Regions from separate parts of the Rattus norvegicus genome. Here region 2 is linked to region 1. Evidence: chromatin contacts called from public HiChIP or PLAC-seq data. All regions are on one chromosome and are shown on one strand. The core of a region is the stretch at or near the end of the contact, and the rest is flanking DNA. Distances in the headings are between cores, read along the strand shown.

Region 1 (2,700 bases), core at 77-2,576:
TCCTCTCTCTCCTTCCATGTAAGCTGCATTTTCTTCTGCATCCCACATCCCCTCTTTATGTCCCCTGGGCTGAGCCTGAATATGGCTCCCATGTATGTGGATAGGCAGAGTTCACACTTGGACACTGCATGGTTGAGCAAGTTGGGGGATGCCATTTTTGTCTCTCCGCTAGCAAACCACCATTTCTAATCAACATTTCATGAAGAGGCCTCCTTCTCTCACCTCCCTCGGCTGTGCTAAAAAGCACTGAAAACATATGAGGAGCTGGATTCATGGTGTGTGCACCTGGCCTTTTTGCCAGTCTCTGCAATATGTCATGCGAGTGATGCATTTATGAAGCAGAAACCTCAGACTTATGCACAACAGCCGTAGATAGCTGTTGATTTTCTCCCTGACATGGATCAAAATCCCGGAGTTTTTGCAAGATTTGGCAGGCTGAGATCGGAGTTCAGCTTTCCTTTTTAAGTGACTTTTAAACCATGTTAGTGAGTGCTTGGGGTCGGAATGACAATCAGAGGCTCAGTCGCAGCAATATATTTTGATGTAATAAAATAATGTTCTTGGTTTAGGGAGGAAAATAGGGCTTTTATTAGTTAGGGAATAAATGATAGTGTGCTAGGCAGCATTCCTACTTGGTATCATGTGTGACAACTTCTAAGTAACAGGCACTAATTTGTGTATGGGGACAACCCACCGACACTGAGTCCCCTATTTTGTACAAGTCAGCACTTGCCTTACTAATGAAATCATGTAATTGATAACATTTGCACTTCCCTCAATGATATTTTAGATTTCAACCAAGATACAAAAATAGTCCCTGTCTCTGCTTTTAATGTCATTAGTTCATGGAAATGCAACCAAAGAGATGGAAAACAAAATTTTCTCATGTTTTACAACACAGCTCCCCTGGGCCCCTGAGCCTAATTTGTTCTTAATAATTTTCAAAAGAGACTTTGTCTTACAGCTCCCAGCAGTCTCTGGACTGTCTGAAAGCAAGCTACAGCCTGGTACAGGAACTCTGCCAATTTCTAGGCAGTGGAAGCCTCTGGAAAAAGTAGATTATTTTCCTCTGCAGTAGGAACGATTTAAGTTTTAGATGTGTTGTGTGCATGTGTGGGTATGGTGTTCATTGGACACAGACATACGTAGCTCCTTCTAAGCTCCCTTGGTTCTGTCTGAGTTAGTTGTGTCTTGAATGCAGAGTCTAACAAACAGAGGCCGAGTCTGTGGAGACACTGAACATCCTGCCTAAGTTCCAGCTCTTGTTCCAGGCCTCAGGGGACACAGACAGACTCGTTTCCCAGCTTGCCCTGCAGCTTCTCAGCACTTGCACATTGACACAGCTGCCTTTCTGTGTGTGTGCAGTCTTGCCTCCAGCCTCTCACAGTGTGGGGAGAGAGCCGGAAGAAGTGGGAGTAGGGAGATGAATTATTCAGCCCCTGCTAAATGCCAGGCTCTGCGCTGGGTGCCTCATGTCCATCTCACTGAAAAACCAGCCATTGATCATGAGGCGTGAGGCATCCTGGACCTTCAGACCACACTTTGGAGTCAGACCACTAAAATTTGAATTATAAATTGTGCCACTCATTAAAGCATGTCTATTAACAGGACCAGCTACTATTGTTTATTGTTGGGTTAAATAAATTGCATTCAGAGAATTGTATGAAGGCCAGAAGACAGCCTGACATGCAGTGCTTGTCAGTAAAAAGCACTATGAAACAGAAGTGAATTCACTTCAGCAGTTTAAGTAGCATAGAGGATAGCTGAGGCAGGGCTTGAACTTGGAGCTTAGAAGGGAATTGCTGTGGCTGCATTACATGTTCTTTCTAATTATCTTCCACTTAGTATCTTGCATGTGTGGTATTACCAAAGAATAATCCAGTGTGCCAGAAGTTAGTATGATTCACACTCTCTTTGCTCAGCAAACAGTCTAAGTGTGTGGGGATGTGACTGAATCAAACAGGGTTTTCTGTTGCCTCTGTGGAGCCATCATGGAGTTCGTGATTCAGGGCTTATAACACAAAGGCCGTCCATGTAGGCTTTAGGATTGGCCTGGCCATCTTCATGGTAAATCATTTTAGGATCAAATGAATGACCTTTTGTTCTTCAATATGTTTTATTTAAATCTTTATGTTGTTCTTTAACTCCTTAAAGATAGAAGCACTTGGGGGCCAGAATCTGCGTTCTCTGAAACTCTACTATGTTTACTTCAAGCATTGGACTCACTGCCCAGTGCAGCAGGTTGCCTTTTCCTGGTGTCAGGGACAGGGGTGTGTGGTTGGAAGTTGACATCTTTTATCTGCCTTGTTCATTCTGTTGGCTTTCTATTGGCTTTTCTCTTCAAAGCTTACATACTGTCTCCTAGTTCCTCTCAATTTTGTGGCGTTGGCTTGTACCGAAGTACGTGTTGCCAGTCTTCATCTCTTAAGAAGTGCTTCTGCAGCTGTGGAGCCTGTTTGCAGAGTTCTTAGGTGTGAGAAACAGTACGTTTAGTCTCCTGTAAGGAAAAACCAAAAAGGCTTCCATTACTTTTCCCTCAGTCCCACCAGAGGATCTACACATATCCAGTTGCTGTTGGATGGGACTTTTCAATAATATTAAGATTTGTGTAAACTGCAGTGGGATTTTGTCTAAGAACTCGGGGTCTTTAGGGCAAGACAACACTATTAATAGAATGTGGATGTGTGTCGTTTATTTGTT
Region 2 (2,700 bases), core at 95-2,594, 150 kb after region 1:
ATAAAGGAAATTCTTTAAGGAAAAGGGAGGGTTCTCCTGGCTCCCAGCTAGATGGTAATCACAGGTGCTGCTGCTGATCCTGGCACTGGGTTTTGTAGCTGTCAAGCTTGCAGGGGTGTGTGGCATGAGGCAGGGCAAGACTGATGTCAGTGTAAAGCAAGCTTCCAGCCTGCTTGAGGCTGTAGGAGGAGGGCGGCCTCTCCATAGCCTCGGTTGGGGCTTGGCGGATACTAGAAGCTTGTAGATCAATATGAGTGAGCTGGGTGAAGTGATCTCTGAGCTGGGAGCAAGCAGCTTTCCCAGTTGTCATGGGGGCTCCTCTGGGACGCCTGTCTGGCCTGTCCACCCACTGTTCGTTAGGAAATCTACAGAGCCGCTCTGTGTGCTGGATTATGTTTGGCCAGCTGTTGGTGCATTCCTGAGGGTGGGGGTGGAGACAGGATCTTATTACTGTACTTCCAAACTGTAGATCTATGTGGAGAGAGAGAAAGAGAGAGAGAGAGAGAGAGAGAGAGAGAGAGAGAGAGAGAGAGAGAGAGAGGGCTGTGATGGTGAGAGGAAAGAAACCCAAGCAAGTCTGATAATATCCCTTCTCCAGGTTGTGCTAGAGGGACTTCAGAAAGGCTATGAAGGGAGAGAAAGGAGATGGTAAGGGATGGGAGCATGGTGAAAGAGCCCTGAGACAAAGCAGGACTTCAAAGCTGCAGAGACGAGCAGAATGTCAGCAGCTTGTAATTAGCGGTTCATGGTTGCGTCAGAGACTGTATCTCTCCAAGAATAACTGTGTGCTGTATGCCACAGAGTGCAGAAGACAGTCATAACTAAGTTACCAAGCACAGTTCAAACAAGGGCAGATGAAGGCATTTTTCTGTTTGAAAATTAAGCGCAGCTAGGGTGCACATCTCACCGGCTGGATTCTGCCTAACTTCTAGCAGAATGCTCAGCGTATCGGAGAGTGTTTGTGAGATCAAACAGGGAACCTGTAAGCAAGCAGACTAAGTATGCAAGCTCTGTCACTGTAGGATACCGTCCCAAACAGCCCCACACTGCACTGCTGGGCTCCTGTCTCGGTATCTACCCTTCACTTCTGTATGTCAATGGAGGAAAATTAAAAGTACCCTCAAGTACAAATGTCCCTGTTAGATTCTAAAATTTCTAACATAGAATTAAAATTTTACTGCAGGTTCTGAGCTGTTTTGGTATGCTTAATTTATACATCGAAGAAGCCTTTGTTGTGATTATCTTGCTACGGATTCTGTGGGGAAGCATCATACCACTGTATGATGTTGAAGGGCACCTTCCCTTCCGCCCCCAGTCTCTCTGGTGTCGGGAGTTCCAGCATTCTCTGCAGCCTCCCTGAGGAGCTGGTGGGAGGAGCTGGTGGGAGGAGCTGATTGGCTAGCGGGCTCAGCGTGTTTACTCTTATTTGTTTTAGTGCTCCTTCACGGTGTGCACTGACTATTTGTATTTGTGTTCATGCTGCACAATTACTACTGACCAGCTTTGTTTCTCTGCCCAAAGTGAAGTCAATTTTAGTTCAGCCCCTGCAGTTGAGTCCCTGGGCAATGGGCACATATGTATTATGTTACCCATGTATGCAATTTCCTTTAAAAAAAACAACGTGGATTAGGGAAAACTCTAGGCAAGGAGAGCCGTGTGTATCAAATCAATAGCTTTTTGAATCACATGTAATATAATTTAAATATACTCACTTCAAGGTTGCCAAAGCCTACGTTGTCTGAGCCCAGTTAATTTACATCTTCGATTTAGTCAAGGAGTGGAACCTGCCAGATCAGAATGCTGTATTCTGGGCACCCAACAGGGTGGAAGACATTATTTTGTTTGTGTTAGTTCAAACAGCTGGTCATTAATGCAGTCTCCATTTCGAGAGTGAAACGCTGGTGGACATGAATGGCTGTCTGATTAATGCTGCCCCTCCCCTCGGAGGGTCCTTCACCCAGCCATGCCGGTGCAGAATAATGTAGCATGATGTGATTGCACTCTAACAGGATAGTATGTCATTGTGTCACCAAGCAATTGAGGTTATTATGGGGCAGGGCAGACAGACGGGACAGTGGGGTTACTAGACCGTAGCATTTTTAGAAATACAGGCCTGACCTACTTAGAGTTATTCTGGCAGGCAGCTGCACGGTACATAAAGTCTCCTGATAGGCTGAGGCTGTTGCTAGGGGGAATTAGCATGAATTTTTCCACACAGAGACTCAGCGACTGAATGATAAAAGCTGACTGGAATTAAAGAGATTTGGTTTAGCATTGTACAGATTGATCTGCCTAAGTTTTTTTTTTTTTCTTTCTCAAGTGCAGACAAAGAGTGCAAAAAAATAGAGATTTTTGTTTGTTTGTTTCTATTTGTTCTTTGACCTTTTCCTACTCTTCCTTCTGCCCTTCACCCCCAAGAACCAGGAGAGTAGAGGAGCAGAGCAGTTATGAAATTTTGGTTAATCTCTTACTGTTGGGTTCACTGAAACCATGTTGCAAATGGCAAGATGTTGAAACTTCACGACTGCTGGGCAAGCCTAGAGAAGGGCAGATGGTTTTTTTGGTCCCCTGTGTAGCAAGCTGTTTTGGAGTTGGGCATGCGTCTTTTATACACGGTATATTTTATACACCCTTTCCCTTTTGGGCTTGAACAAAACATTTACATAAATTCTTTTCTATCCAAACAGATTGAAGCTTGCA

What was found. HiChIP or PLAC-seq counts read pairs in DNA pulled down with a chosen protein or histone mark.
Region 2: a contact with region 1 is called in an H3K27ac HiChIP or PLAC-seq map of oligodendrocytes, with 2.7 times the contacts expected there. The contact joins two enhancer-like sites. A contact is called at or near these places in 1 of 12 Hi-C or Micro-C datasets (Schwann cells) and 1 of 1 datasets of contacts at active chromatin or transcription factors (oligodendrocytes).

What each region holds. Positions count from the first base shown.
Region 1 is chr17:36,277,700-36,280,399 of GRCr8, forward strand. The region is part of intron 7 of LOC134482707 (a long non-coding RNA gene); the gene reads left to right. Among named protein-coding and RNA genes, the nearest start is that of H3f3al1, 190 kb to the right of the region's middle. Within about 2 kb of position 1,327, at least 59 of the 93 cell types and tissues checked have an H3K27ac peak or open chromatin away from gene starts, as enhancers often do. A contact at or near this core is called in Schwann cells, where this site is marked.
Region 2 is chr17:36,432,212-36,434,911 of GRCr8, forward strand. It overlaps LOC134482708 (a long non-coding RNA gene), which reads left to right. Exons shown (of 3, transcript XR_010059162.1): 1 at 1-2,700. Among named protein-coding and RNA genes, the nearest start is that of H3f3al1, 34 kb to the right of the region's middle. Within about 2 kb of position 1,345, at least 64 of the 93 cell types and tissues checked have an H3K27ac peak or open chromatin away from gene starts, as enhancers often do. A contact at or near this core is called in Schwann cells, where this site is marked.